Linked DNA regions of Gossypium hirsutum: all the other regions are linked to region 1. The links are chromatin contacts, called in public Hi-C maps. All regions are on one chromosome and are shown on one strand. Each heading gives the region's core, a stretch centred on a gene start, on an enhancer-like site or on the middle of the called end of the contact. The rest is flanking DNA. Distances are from core to core; before and after follow the strand shown. Region 1 holds the start of LOC107961812 (SH3 domain-containing protein 3). Region 2 holds the start of LOC107961809. Region 3 holds the start of LOC107961811.

Region 1 (4,818 bases), core at 866-3,365:
GCAACAGGACAAAGGACATACAAATTCTTTGAATGCATACAAAAACATAGTCTGGTAACATTTAGCAAGGAATACAAGAAAGCATCATACTCATTTTGGATTGAATGTGTTTACAAGTACATAACTAAAAATTTATTTTATGATGTGATGAAAAGAGTCTTTCAAAACACAACATCCGATAAATGTCAACCTGTTGGGATAACAACTTAATCAAATCTTCTTGCTCCTTCTCTACATGTTTACAACCATCACCATAAATAGCTGCAGCTTTGGCAAGAACATTTTCGTTGATGTTTTCACTGTTTTCAGTTCCATATCGGCAGCATTCTTCAGAGAACTTGGTTCCTGATTATCATAAAGATTAAGAACCATAAAGATAAAGCTTTATCTTCACAATATATGTTATTTATTTCAATCGCACAAAATTCATGTCAGAACAACAAAATTAAAAAGGTATGAATTAATGCTGCACCTGTTTCAATATGCTTATACCCGATGGCTGTAAATGCTTCTGCAGCTTTAATAACTTCTTTTTGAAAATCCTGAAAGGAAGAGCGGTAAAATCGTTAAGCAAGCACTCCATGGGTATTAAACTTGCAGTAAATATAAAAGAAAATTAAGAGAAATTAGTTTTTATGAAAGTTAGGCAAATTGAGAAACTAAATATCAGAATATAGTACAGCCATTAGTAGCTCTCATAATAAATTTTGTTCCTCCAACCAGGCGCACTCGCAGAGTAACTGTTACCTTTGAAATTTTATTTAGTTAAAATGACACCAAAGGGATTTAACTGAAGTACTTAACTGTAACTCAAGTAGATAGGATGCACTAAAGTTACATACTGAAAATGGCTTCATTTGTGAAGATATGAATAACACGGATTCACAGAGAACAAAGCAATATGACAGGATTATCAAATTAAGTTTCACAAATTTATGATGGAAATGTTGTTTACCCTAGCTGAACGAGTGGACTTGTACAATTTGTCCAGTTGTTGATGCCTTTGCATCTCAATCTCGTCAATAACTACAACATCTGAGCTCTCATAACCAGTTCCACTGAATTGCTTTATTACGGCCTGCAAAAAAAATTCTTTTAACTCAATAGGAGAAGACATTGATCATCTCAAGAAAAATGCAACTAGCAAAACTAACATAAACATAAGAATTAAGGGTAACCTGTCAGGACTCAATTCAAACAAAATTAGCCCAGTTAGAATAAGATAGGATGATATTGTTTTCGAGTAAATGATCCTAACAAGGTAAACCAAATGAATGACATCCATGCCCATGTTTAAACCAAATGCAAAAACACTTGCAAAGATAAAAGCCAATCAATCAACACTTGGAAGCACTTGAGATCTTACTGATTACTCAACTTTCAGGTAAAGGATGAAGCTTTGCAATAACAAAAGCTTCTGGAAACTCTGCATCTACTCTTTTCCCTATGTTAGAAAATGTAGGGCAATCTAATGGTAGGTACAGTTTTTTGAGAATATAGCAGAAAACAAACTCAAAGGACATGGAACTAGCTAATTTACCTAAAAAAGAATGATTCGTCTTTGATGATTATAAATTACAATTTAACGTTTAGAATTAACTCCACAATTAAATATTTAATTCTTGAAACATATACATTAGGCCCCCAAACTTCTAGAAGTCAAAGTAATTAAACAAATCTAATTCTGTAATCCAAGACTAAATAAAATCTTTGCTTTCATTTTCCCAGATTTCCTCCATTATCCTGACAACCAAATCAACAGAACTCGGTTCTCATTAAACCCAGGAAAATAAATTAAAAGAGAGAGGAGTGAAGGGTTGTGATGAAATTGCCTGCTGTTGCTTGGCAACTTGTTCTCTGAGCTTGCTGGCTTGCCTTCTAAAAGCATCCATTGCTGCCTCTTCTAGTTCTACCTCCACTCAACACAACGAAACAGATTTACAGAAAGAAAAAAGTACTAGTTTCTTGAAATTTGGATTTTATTTTATCGATTGATCGACTTAGCAGATCTGGCAGCTGGCTGGCTACGTTTGAGTGACCAAAGCCTTCGATTACCTCACTGTCGTCTCGTAATTTTTGTTTTTTTCGGGTTGATGCAATAATTAATGGGCTTCTTAATTTAGGATAGCTCTGAGCCAACCTATATTTCTTTGTCGGCCTTCAGCTCAGCTAAATTTGCTGGACTGGACTTTTATCATTTCAGCCCACTAAATTTTAAATAATCATTCAAATATTTATCATTTCATTGCAATCAATTTCTTAAAAAATAATAATATAAACTTGTTAAAGAATATTTAATTGATATTTGAATTTTATTTTGTATTTACTTGTATTTCGTTACACGCATTGCTCTTAATTTGTTAACAACATTAATTTTTTAAGGATTAGCATGTACTTTGTCCCATGAATTTATCCAAAAATAATTAGTTGATACCTAAATGTTCAAAAATACCTAATTGATACTTGAACTTCTCTAAAAAATTATACTTTTTTAAATTAATTTATATTTTTTAAAATAATTATATATATTTTTTAATTTATATCTTCATGTGTCATACTAAGAAGTTATCACGTGTCACTATAGGATTAGCCATTAGCACCACATCAATACAAATTAACAATTTTAGTGTAAAGGTACCAATTTGGATGACAGGATATTAATTTAGATACCGATTAGGTACAAAAAAAAAGAAAATACCAACTAATTGCTTTTAAACAAGTTTAAGGACAAATTACTTATTAACTTTTAAAAAATTCAATTAAATCTTTAATTGGATGGAAATTGATTAATGTTGCTGAGGGTAAGAAAAAGTTGGTGGGAAAGACATTGGCTCATACAGTGGAGGGACGTCGTGCAGAGAACCTAGTTGCTTGGTTTCTTTTAGGTCCTAATGGAGGATGGTCAAGGGTTAGTTCCTTTAGTGTGAGCTTCGCTTGCTCTTACGAGGGTAATTATAGATGGACAGTAGTCTTGGGTTTGGACACCTGTTTGTAGATCTTAGGACATGGTGGACCCTTATTACATCTACGGTGTCTTTTTACAAGGCTGACAACATGATTTGATGTTATGCAAGTATAAGTTGTTGGAAAAATTCGATCTAAAGATCAAGTTTTTGCAAAATAGAATTTTTTTTTAAAAAAATCGAATTATTTATAACAATAATTTTTATCAAACTTAATACATGTGCTTTTGACTAAGTGGTTTAATTGTTTCTCAGCTTTCAACTAACATAAATTTTTTTGTTATTCTCAAACCCTCGATTTATTTAAAGAGTGAGCTCTAATCACATGAACTAATCACACACAATGAAAATTATTAATTTTCTTATGAGAAAATTTAATTCTCTAGAAACCAAACACAATTTCTCACGAAAAAAAAAATACTTTATAAATAAATTGCACTAAATTCTAACAGAGTAACTATGCTCAATAGTTGTCTATTTTGACCAAACCCATAGTCCTTACTTATAAGAAAAACTCACAAGATTTCTTGTTAAACAAGAGAGGTAACAAATCAATAATGTTTTAATAGAAAATACATATAGTCCCATTAAGATTATGCTATAGGCGGCATCCATTTCTGGGAACTAGGATTGTTCCCCGTTACATGTCTAATGAGCTTATTGGGCATGTCTTATGTACTAGATACAATTATACATGTTTTCTAATATTTAAACCAACTCATAGAAATCATCCAACTCGATAACCAATTTTTCATTCTTAAAATATTATTTACTTATTTATTTAACTAATTCAATTTCCTAAATTATTTTCTCAATCTAATTCTAATTTCATTACATTTATAACGACTTTATCGTACTAAAATCTATAAGTAAGAAACTATGATGTCCTATTTAATAAAACTGAGATGACTAATTAATTTAATTTTCATAATTCCAGTTATTTAATTATAATCAATTAAATAATAATTCGATGAAATTAATTTAATCTCTAAGTTATTTGTTGTACTTAATGAGAAAATACATTCGCTACAAATAATGATACATATGAACTATTTCACTACTTGTTGTTTTCATTCATTCAACATATTGGTTCAAATGCAATATGTAAGAGGTCGTGTTAAGCTAAAAGATGGACTGATTGGACATATATAATTAAGGCTCAAATAATTTGTAATTAAGTTTCGACTCTTCATCTATTAATTGCAACATTGTTTAGTGATGGAGTCAATCCATTAATAATACCATGACTAAACTCTCTCTTATTATATAACATTACGAAAGCAACTTATTTTTTACTTGTCCGATGATCTTGTCATATGTGTGTTACCTTTATAGGATCTCCCTAATCTCTTTGCATTAATTCCATTCACCCAACATGATCATATTTTATTTCATGGTAACCATTACATCTTTCTTCATGAAAAAGTCAATTACTAACACATAGTAATTAAATAATTTGTCCTAGACAAATGACTCATTGTCATGTTACTTTTCCATCAACCATGTAATTCCGATGAGAGAATACCAGTTACCCTTTCTTGGGCTATGAATAATGAAGTCATGCCCTGCAAAAGTCGTATACCCAACATACCAACTTTCGGCCCTATTACCAATTGAACTCAAGCTTTCAATACATCAAAATATACGAGTCACACACGCATGGTTAGTCACTTATCTCACTTACTCAGGATTGAGGAAAGTCACACCATGAACGTCACAAGTAAATAAATCCATAAACGGATCTAAGATAACTTCGACTTGGTCATGTCTGATATATTATCAATCTACACAATCACATTTATGTCTCTATCTTCTGTGAGTCATCCACTTCGATACATAAGACAAATCTCCCTAA
Region 2 (4,818 bases), core at 961-3,460, 150 kb after region 1:
TAGAAGATAGAGCTTAACACTTGTAAGCACACACATTTGAGATGTCTTCATTGTTAACATTTTTTTTTTGTATTGCAAGAGTTTCTTAAGGTTTTGGGGTATAAAACCTTAAGTAATTTGTAAAGTGTTATAGTTGAGTCTTGTAAAAACTAGAGGGTTCTAGTTTAACAACAAAAAACTAGAAGTAAGGTTCTATCTCATCAAGGGGTGAGCAAAATCCAATTCAATTCGAAAAATTCGATAAACAATTCAAATTTTAAATTAAATAGTTTGAGTTATTTGGGTTAATCAAGTTATTCAGATCAACTCGAATAAAAAATTAAGTTTTTCGATTTAACTCGAATATGAATTACACAATTCGAGCTATCCAGAAATCCAAATAAGAAAAGGCAAAATTATGTCGTTTTGATAAATGTTTACTCATTAAGTTAAAAGGCAAAACCATTATATTGTTGATGTGGTTAAATAATTTTATACTTCGTCTACTAATTAAATAATCGGTCTATATAAACGCAACATAAGTATAAATAATAGGATTTGTTAACTCGACTCAGCTTGAATCGAAATTTTTTGACTCGATTCAATTCGATTCGAAAAAAATCAAATTGAGTTCGGTTGCTAAAATAGGATTCGTCAACTCGACTAACTCGAAATTTTTTTACTCGATTTGACTCAACTCGATCGAATACTCACTCTTAATCTCATCATTGTGGAAAAGATAGGAATTGTAAAGGTTATACTCGAAATTGTTTTACTTAATTTGACTCGACTCGATCGAATACTCACCTTTAATCTCATCATTGTGGAAAGGATAAGAATTGTAAAGGTTATAGGGATTGTAAAGGTTATACCTTCTCCTTGAAAGGTAATAATTTCAAGTATAGGGAATTGATAAATTCTTGGTTGAGGTATAGCAAGGTAGTGGAGGTAGGCAATTGGGGCTAACCCATTATAAATCGAATTGTCCAAGTTTTTCTTTCCTTCCCTCATTATTTAAAAAGTTCGCAAAATTTTTTAAAATATCAATTCACCTCTTGTTGGTATTTTCGAGCTTAACACTTACGATAGAACTTGAACTCAAAACACCAAATATACACTCTCCTAACTTTATCGTCTCAACTAAAGAAACATTTGGTTTTTATGTAAGTTTTTTAATAAATATATTATATAATTATTTTCACCCTTATCGTGGCTATGCCATAGTCTTATTGATAATGTCGTCGATTGAGTTAGTGTCACAAGTTAACTTGACACCAACTCAAGGAAAACGAGAATAGTACGATAAACAATTAAAATTCATTTAATATTCTTAATACGGTGTATTTATCTATTTAAATTTCTTTTTACTCATAATTCAATTTTTTTTATTTTGATTTCATACATATTGTATTTATGTTATTATTGTTGATTTTGAATCTTACATTTTATTATATATTATTTATAAACACATTTTAATTTGTTAAATTCATGGTTGTTCTAATTCTTTTTTAAGAAAAAAATAGAACAGGAACCTAAATCAAATTAATTAAAACAAGTAAAAAACCAATTTTAAACAAACAAGTAGTAACAGCTGTAAAAGGTGAGTGCAAATCACGCGTTAAAAAACGTGACTAGCAAAATATTAGAGTTAATATACCATTTAGTACTTGAGTTTAACTTTAAAATTCAATTTGGCACCTAAGTTTTTGTCTTAATTTAGTACATGAGTTTGACTTCAAGATTCAATCTGATACCCAGATCAAATGATATCATGTAGCTCAATGAACTTTTTGCACGTGTTTTCTAGGGAAAAAACATAAGTACTTAATTGGGACATAGAAAAAAATTAAGTACTAAATTGAACGATAAAGTTAGACTCAAGTACCAAATTGAGACAACCAAAAAACTTTAAGTATCAAATTGAAAAAAATTCAGATACTAGAGTGAGCACCAAAACCCAAACTTAAGTACCAAATTGGGAAGAACACTTAGATACTAAATTAAACATTAAAACCAAGCTTAGGTGTCAAATAGTATATTAACGCAAAAAGTTATCAAACTCCATTTCCTCCCAAAAGTTCCTTTCTCTCCACGAAGCTGCACGTGTGAAAGAGTCGGTCCCATTTTTATACGTGGCAAAGTTCTATTAGTCCAAACTCTCCTTAATGATTTGATCACAGCCGTCTGATCATCCAAAAGAAGCCGACATTTGTCCCCTCCAACCTTTGTCTTGACCGTTCGTGGAAGTTAAAAAAATAACACACTTCGATATCAAAAAGAAGAAAGAAAGAAAGAAAGAAAGAAAAACACAGACACACACAAGTCTTTCTTCAGCAAAAGGGAGAAGGAAAAGAAGAAAAAACAAAGTCTTCTTTTTTCCCCAAAACAGGTACTTCTATTTTCATGCTATAGAAATTTCACTATTTCACTATTATTTTTTTGGTAAATTTTCTTTTCAGCTCGTCTTTCTTCGTTTAGGGTTTAATAAGCAGAACGGTTATTTTTTTGGGGTATTTTTTTAGTCTTTTTTGGTATTTTTTCTTTGTAATTAAGCTATGCTGAAGAGGTTTTATTGTGTTTTATGTGGTTAAAAGACTTGGGTTGACTTCAATTTGGGTGGATTACTTGAAGGATTTGTTTTGTTTTAGCATGGTCTCTTTATGAAGAGTTTTTCTTACCGTTCTCTTTTATCTTCTAAATTTCCTTTTGTATGAAAAGTTGTCTCTTGAACAGAAATCAAGATCTAATTTTCAGAATCGTGGTATTCAGTGTTCTGAATTGATTGTTTTAACATTTCTTTAGTTGTTCTAGTAAAAGGGTAATCGACTTTGACTTTTAATCCTCATCTTTTTCTTTGGTTTTATAGTTGCTATACATGTCTCACTGCTCACTAATTATGTTGCTTGAATATTCTTTCTTTTATATGTCAGTCTCTTTTGTTTTTTTAGTCCTCTATGCTGTCTGTTTTAATAGCTTCGCTTCTTACCTTCACTATTCATCTGGCACAGTTTCTGCTGGTGATTTGATTATTTGGAGGGGTTTTTTCCCCCACTGATTTTCCGGAATCGAGATTTCGATATATATAACTGTTGTAGATCAAATGCCATCTTTAAGAATGAAGACCAAATCAAGCACGGTTTCTTTAAGAGACAAAAATAGTCTCCGTGTGTGTCAGAGGTCTAGCACGATTTGCAAAAGGCCATGCTGTCATGTCAGGGTTTCCCAGCAGGGAGCTGAATTCAGCACATGTATTCAGAATTCTCATGATGGTAAGCAACTTTATTGAACAACACCAACATTTCTCTAATGCTAATTTTAGAGTTACAGGAGCTTCTTGGACTGTCCTATTACCAAGATTCACAAATTCTTTGCTGTTTGCTTGTGTCTTAACATTATGTGCTCTCTTTAGATTTGAGTGCATTAAAATTAGCAATTTCAAAATATGAGCCACTTTGAGGATTGAAATATTAATTTATCTACTAAAATCGTTGCAGATAATGGAAAATTAGGATCTCGTTTATACATCCCTTCCCTTAAACTTATCAGTGCATCATCTATGTGGTGCTTCAATGAATAAAAATGTACTGCTATTCGCTCAGTCATTTGTTTACTTTTATGCATGCATGATAGGCATTCTGTTTGTAGGGATAAGAATATATTGGTATTCATTTCTTTACTTCTATCCATGCATGTATCTTAGCTTGTTTCATGTGCATACTGACTGTTCTTGATAGATCCATCAAATGTAGAAGTAGCCTCCCCAATTTTTAAAACTGATGGAGCCAGTGCTCAGCAACTAATTCTGGATGAAGACGGTTCTGAGCTTCGGAAACAGCTTCCAGCTTTTGTTGATTCTGCAACTTTGGGAGGAATGGCAAGTTTTTATTACCTTTTAGGACCTTACTTTGTTAGTTTTGTTTTTACTCTGCTTTTTGAAGATGTCATGTTGTAGACTGGCTTATGACCTGGTTGCTTATCAATGATGCCTTATTAATTTGCAGGAATCTGCCCATACATGTGGCTCAAACTTAGAGACAATATTCTCTCCTTATCTGGAGCCAATCCAAATACACAGTGAGCTAAATATTGACAATGATGCAGGTGATTCTTTGTTTCAGTTGGTTTGCATGAATTTCTTTTCCATTCTCCAGTTGTGGCTAAGAGAATAACTTTTTTTTTCAGGGGCATTTCTAATTGAAATCCCTGTCTAAGCATAATGATTAAGTTATAATTCCTTATCTCTTGGAAAGTTAGTTGGCCTAAAATATGATTACCACTTAGTAGCTCTAGAAACAAAGAACTTAGTAGAAGAAAGATTCTTTTTGATCTTGTTACATGCTTTTGGGGCAATTTGTACTTGTATGAACTTTTAGCATTTAGCGGGTTTTGTGCAGTTGATATCTCGTTAAATAGTAGTATTGTTTTACCTGTATTCAATGCAGAGTAGAATGAAGAACTTTTATGGAATTCAAATATTCTAGATTCACGTCATGAGGGTTGCAAGGTTCTGTTAGGATAATTATTTGACATGGGGTTTCTCTTTCTCAATATTTGTAGGGAGTAATAATGGCCTTGAACTGCCAGCATTTGGGGCTGATGACAGTGATGATAACAAAAGCTTATTTGTCAGTCAAACATGTAATGTGTCAGATTTCTTTATATCTGACATGATAATTGCGAGCATACCCTTTGATGGAAATGCTGTTGACAATAACTTCACAGGGACCTATTCTTTTCCTGATTTTAAATGTTCTGAGCCAAGTATGTTGTTTGATGTGGCCGAGCAATGCATGATACTGCCTTTCCTTGAGGACACTGTCAAAGCCAATGATACTAACG
Region 3 (4,818 bases), core at 783-3,282, 130 kb after region 1:
ATATTAAATTAAATATTTAAACCAAATTTAAGCATTTAAATGAGATAAAAAAAATTAAATATCAAATTAAAAAATTAAAATTAAACTCAAATACTAAATTTTAAAAAATTTAAATACCGAAAAAGATTTGTCCCTAATTTATATTATATAAATTTTAATGAGTTTGGTATTGGGATCTAGACATATCTGCTGCCGACTAAATACTGCCAGAATAATCTGAAAAGCCACGTGGCTTCCCTCATTCAAATCCCATCTTAATCAACACATAAAATTTTCATCATCCGCTTGGCAAATCCCGCACCACTCTTCCCATCTCTTTTTATTTATTTCACTAAAATCAAATTTGCACACTTCTAAAACAACTCTATGGACATGTTAAGTAAATAAAAATTATATTAAAATTTTTAGTTTGGGTGAAATTTTGAATAATTACGGGATTAAGTTGAAATAATGAAAATGTTTTTAATTGGAAGTGTTATTTTTTCAATACGTTGAAAATATTTTCAGTTGTAAATTCGTTGAAAACGTTTTTAAGTGGAAGCGTTTTCATTATTTCAACCTAATACTATAATTTTAAAAATTACAGCCAAATCTGATAATTTTAAAAAAAAAACTGTATTTTGGAGAAATTTGCTCATATAGTTTTGAATTGTTTCTCTCAATAATTTTTTTTTTATTATGTTAAAGTGAAAGAAAGTTTAATGAAAACATTACTTATTATTTTATTTGGATCCTTAACGTTAATTAAAAATGAAAAGGAAGTAATTTTAACAAATGTTTTTATTAAACAATGGAAAAAAGAAAGAAATTATTAATTATCATATTTTTACAATTATATACATTAAAAAGAAAAGACAAAAAAATAATAGAAAATAAATATAATATGTCAACAATTTACTATATAAATGATTAAATATGTAGGTAAAAAATAAAATCAGTGAAAAAACATATTTGTGAAGAATTCATTGGAACAATAGAGAAAATCAAGTAGTAAGAAAGAGGCAATAGACTTTTTTTATAAAAATAATATTAAAAAATTAATTAATTATAAAAATAGGGTCGAGAACAAATTATTGCAAAAATGTGGTGTTTGTCATAGTAATTTTGGGTGTCGCCTGATACATTGATGACACTAGTAAATTTTAAAAAAGAGTCTGATAAAAAAATTGAAAAAATGAAAATAAAATGTTGGTTTGTGATTTAAACACCAGACAACAACCTTCCTTAATGCCTTTTTCCTTTCATTTAACCCCTAAAATCATACTTTTTTTTTATTTAATCAAATGGATGCAATTAAAAGAAATATTTTTTATTTGACAAATTAACAACACCAATTAAAATTTCTTTTTCATTTATTTAACTTTTCTTTCTCCTGAAAACTTTTTAAAAAAAGTTTATTGGTGCTACCAATGTGTCAAGCAGGACCCAAAGTTAGCGAACACTCTAGTTTCGTAATTAATTTTATTCTTATCCTCTTTTTGTAATTAATTAAAATTTTAATATTATTTTTATAAAAAACCTGAGGCAATAGTTTTTTTTTAATGTTTAATTAATAGGTTAATACTTTAAACCAATTTAAAATAGGTTTAATTTTGTCATAATATTTTTTTAACTTTCAAGAGAAAATTAAATTTTAGAGAAAGTAAATAAAATATGACATACTAATTGATCTCTTGCTAAAATGAGTGAATTTTATATTTGAACCTTTCATAAAATAAATAATCTTTGGTAATGTCTCAAACTACTTATAGCCTCTCCTCAAGTCATAACTAATAGAATAATATATTTCAGCGTACTCGAACCCACATCCTCATACATTAATAATAATGATTATAACAATCGAATCCATTATTACATCTCCTAAAACTTAATAAATTTATGAGGATCCTATTACACAAAATATTGAATTTTATTCTTGTCCAATTCCAATTCCAATTCCAATTCGGAATGTCTGTAAATGTAGAATAAAATAAGAATATTTTGCATTTAACATATATATTTGTTTTATTTCTTGAAATGTTAAACATTCCTTAGACAAAATAAGTATGTGGCTATAAATGAAAAACATAAATGATGACAAAATTAAAACAAGAACACCCCCCCCCCCCAACGCCATAAATATAAAAAGGCCATCCACTCTCAAAGTGAATTCAAACGGATTAAGGCAAAAGGAGCGGTTCTTTGAAGGGGATTGATTCACCCTTTGGTTTTTTCTACTCATTTCTCAATGTACTGTCACTAAATATTACCCACTTCTACTACGGTCTTTTCTTCTGTTTTGCCAATACAGCTAGGTTTTCCTTTACCAGTGACCGTCTAGTAGTGGGCAGTAGCCAAATAAGCAAGTAGAGAGAAGGCTGAAGGGGACACACACCCCACACAAGATTTGGTACAAAGGGAGGAAGGGAGTCAGTCATGCCATCAGGTGCTAAGAAGAGAAAAGCTGCCAAGAAAAAGAAAGAGCAAGCGTTCAACAACATCAATCCTTCGACTATCAACAATCCACTTGGTACTTTTTGCTTTTTTTCTTTTAATTTCTGTTCCTGGTTTTGGGTTTTGTTTTTTGATGGGTTTTATTTATTTTATAACTTCTTTTTAATTGAATCGTACTTGGTTCTGTATATGCATGCATCATTCAGTTCTTTATTTGATTTGTTGGAGTTCTATAGTTAAACAAATCAGGTTGGTATGTAATGTTAATTTCTAGTTCCTGCCCTTAATTAATTGATGTGGTTGCTTTTCAAAGTGGTTTGCCCTCCTTTAATCACTTACTGTTTATTTTGTTTTAGGGTCTTGTGGTGATTTTTAGCGTGTCCTGTATTTTACTTAATTTTTTACCAGAATCCTTGTTATTGGAAGAACTTGTCTATACATTTCGAGTTATAGTGCATTTCCTTTCTAGTATTTGTCTATTTTGGTCCTGTTTAGAGGGGATTGGTGAATTTGTTGTTTGCATATTGGTTTGGAATTGTTATGATGTTTATCTAATGGTTCTAGGAAATGATGATCCGAGAAGCCAAGATGAAAGGGACAGTGATGGCGGTGATGCTGGTTCCCCTGCATCTCATGATGGCCACAATCACCAGCATTCATTTGGTCAGGGCGGAGATGAAGAGAGATCACAATCACATCTAACTGAGGAGAAGTCTGTGGAAGAAGCCGCTAAAGATGCAAAGAGCACCGAGAGATCGAGATTGGATGATGTTGATGTTAAAATTGTAAAAGAGTGGGAACCAAACAAGGATCTTGAGAGCACACATGTTTCAATTCAGCATGTTGATCGTGATAAGAGCTCTAGTACCAGCAGCAACAGTAGTTCAGATGACGAATCTCAAGCCTTTGAGAAGAAGTCAAATGAAGAAACCTGTAATCTTGGTTCTGATGCGGCCTCGTATAGTACCGAGGATAAGTCAGCTACTGTTTTGTCTGAAGAAGTTCTGAAGGTTGCTGAAAATAACACACTTGAGAATGCTGATAGTAATTCTGCAGTGGAGACTGTTGCTGTTGACAATTTGGTAAAGAACATGTCATCTGTGCCAGAGGAGGTGGAATTTTCTGCAAAGAATTCAGTACCTGATGTAGTTGAATCAGGGTTGAAGGAGAATGAAGAGAAATTATTGCCTTCATCAAATGGGGTTTCAGGGGTTGAATTGGAAGGAGTTGAAGGAAAAAATTTCCCATCCTCCGGTATTCCTACTGCTGAAACTAGCAATGTTGCTGAAAAAAACCATGCATCCGGGCCCCATGGTTATCCTGAAAAGCAGGTATATCTTCTTCCTATTCTTTTCTACAACTGTGAGTTTGAATATTCTTTATTTAATTTGACTGGATATTTGCTGCATTGGTTCGCAGCCTCTTGTTGCTCCTACTCCACCACCAGTGCAAAGAACCTCATGGTTAAGTTGCTGCGGATTGTTTGAAGTTTTTACTGGTTCTGGGAGATAAATTGAAGGCTTGGGTTATCCATAAAGTTAAAAGATCAATTTTATACTTTCCTTTATAGTTTGCAGTACTGCTAATTGAGATATACTAAGTAGCTCATATAGTTTGTGCATGTGTGGGTGTACGAGAATGCTTGGACTATGAAACTTGAACTTGAGATCTGGAACTTATTGTTTGTCATTTGATTGTTTTATCAGTTATCTGGTATTCTTTTTCCAATCTGCAATGACCTTGCTTTTAACCTCGTTATCATTTTCTTTCTTTACGGATTCATTTCTTAAAGCCTACAACTATTCATGAATAATTTCTGGTTGATCCAGATAGCTTGATGAATGATGAGAAGGATGAAAGGCCTTATGGTGGTCTGTTTAATTGTCTCTCTGGTTAATCGTGTTGTGTAGTACACTGTTTGCCCATTAATATTTTCATTTTCATCTCATATCATCTGGAGAACTTTTTAAAAGTTTGCTTTCATGTAATGTTGGAGGCTATATGTAAGTCCATTTTCTTCCTTGTTGGACTAAGAGTCATGTTACAATGGCAATTGTGGCATCCATTTACTGAATGAGCCCCTTATATTTATTTTGTCTTTGGAATAGTTGGTTTGGTTAAATTGGTGATCAGTTAACCAGAATATTAGGGGCTTGAAAATTTCAACTGGGATGGCACCGGATTTTATAATATTAGTTTAGTTGTCTTTAATTTTCTGGGTACTTGATTTTGTTTTGTATTTTCAGCTCCCCCTGTTTAAGCATATGTTAATTGAAAGTCCCAAGTTCTGACCAATTTTTCATGAAGTATTCATGTCCAATTCATATATGGGCAATTTGGACTATGACCCTCCAGTAACTCTTCAAATACATGAAAGATATAATA

Evidence for each region. Hi-C and Micro-C count contacts between places; a contact is called where the count stands out from the background.
Region 2: a contact with region 1 is called in a Hi-C map of leaf, with 3 times the contacts expected there. The contact joins the promoter of LOC107961809 here to the promoter of LOC107961812 in region 1. A contact is called at or near these places in 9 of 34 Hi-C or Micro-C datasets (anther, callus, hypocotyl and 1 more).
Region 3: a contact with region 1 is called in a Hi-C map of leaf, with 4 times the contacts expected there. The contact joins the promoter of LOC107961811 here to the promoter of LOC107961812 in region 1. A contact is called at or near these places in 15 of 34 Hi-C or Micro-C datasets (anther, callus, cotyledon and 4 more).

Annotation. Positions count from the first base shown.
Region 1 is chrA06:107,158,496-107,163,313 of Gossypium_hirsutum_v2.1, forward strand. LOC107961812 (SH3 domain-containing protein 3) reads right to left here and starts at 2,116. Exons shown (of 10, transcript XM_016897966.2): 1 at 1,833-2,116; 2 at 956-1,078; 3 at 473-542; 4 at 191-345. The coding sequence starts at 1,892.
Region 2 is chrA06:107,308,494-107,313,311 of Gossypium_hirsutum_v2.1, forward strand. It overlaps LOC107961809, which reads left to right and starts at 2,211. Exons shown (of 8, transcript XM_041115723.1): 1 at 2,211-2,368; 2 at 2,988-3,248; 3 at 3,714-3,853; 4 at 3,981-4,080; 5 at 4,537-4,818. The coding sequence starts at 3,080.
Region 3 is chrA06:107,290,252-107,295,069 of Gossypium_hirsutum_v2.1, forward strand. It overlaps LOC107961811, which reads left to right and starts at 2,033. Exons shown (of 3, transcript XM_016897964.2): 1 at 2,033-2,509; 2 at 2,998-3,764; 3 at 3,853-4,161. The coding sequence starts at 2,416. The coding sequence ends at 3,945.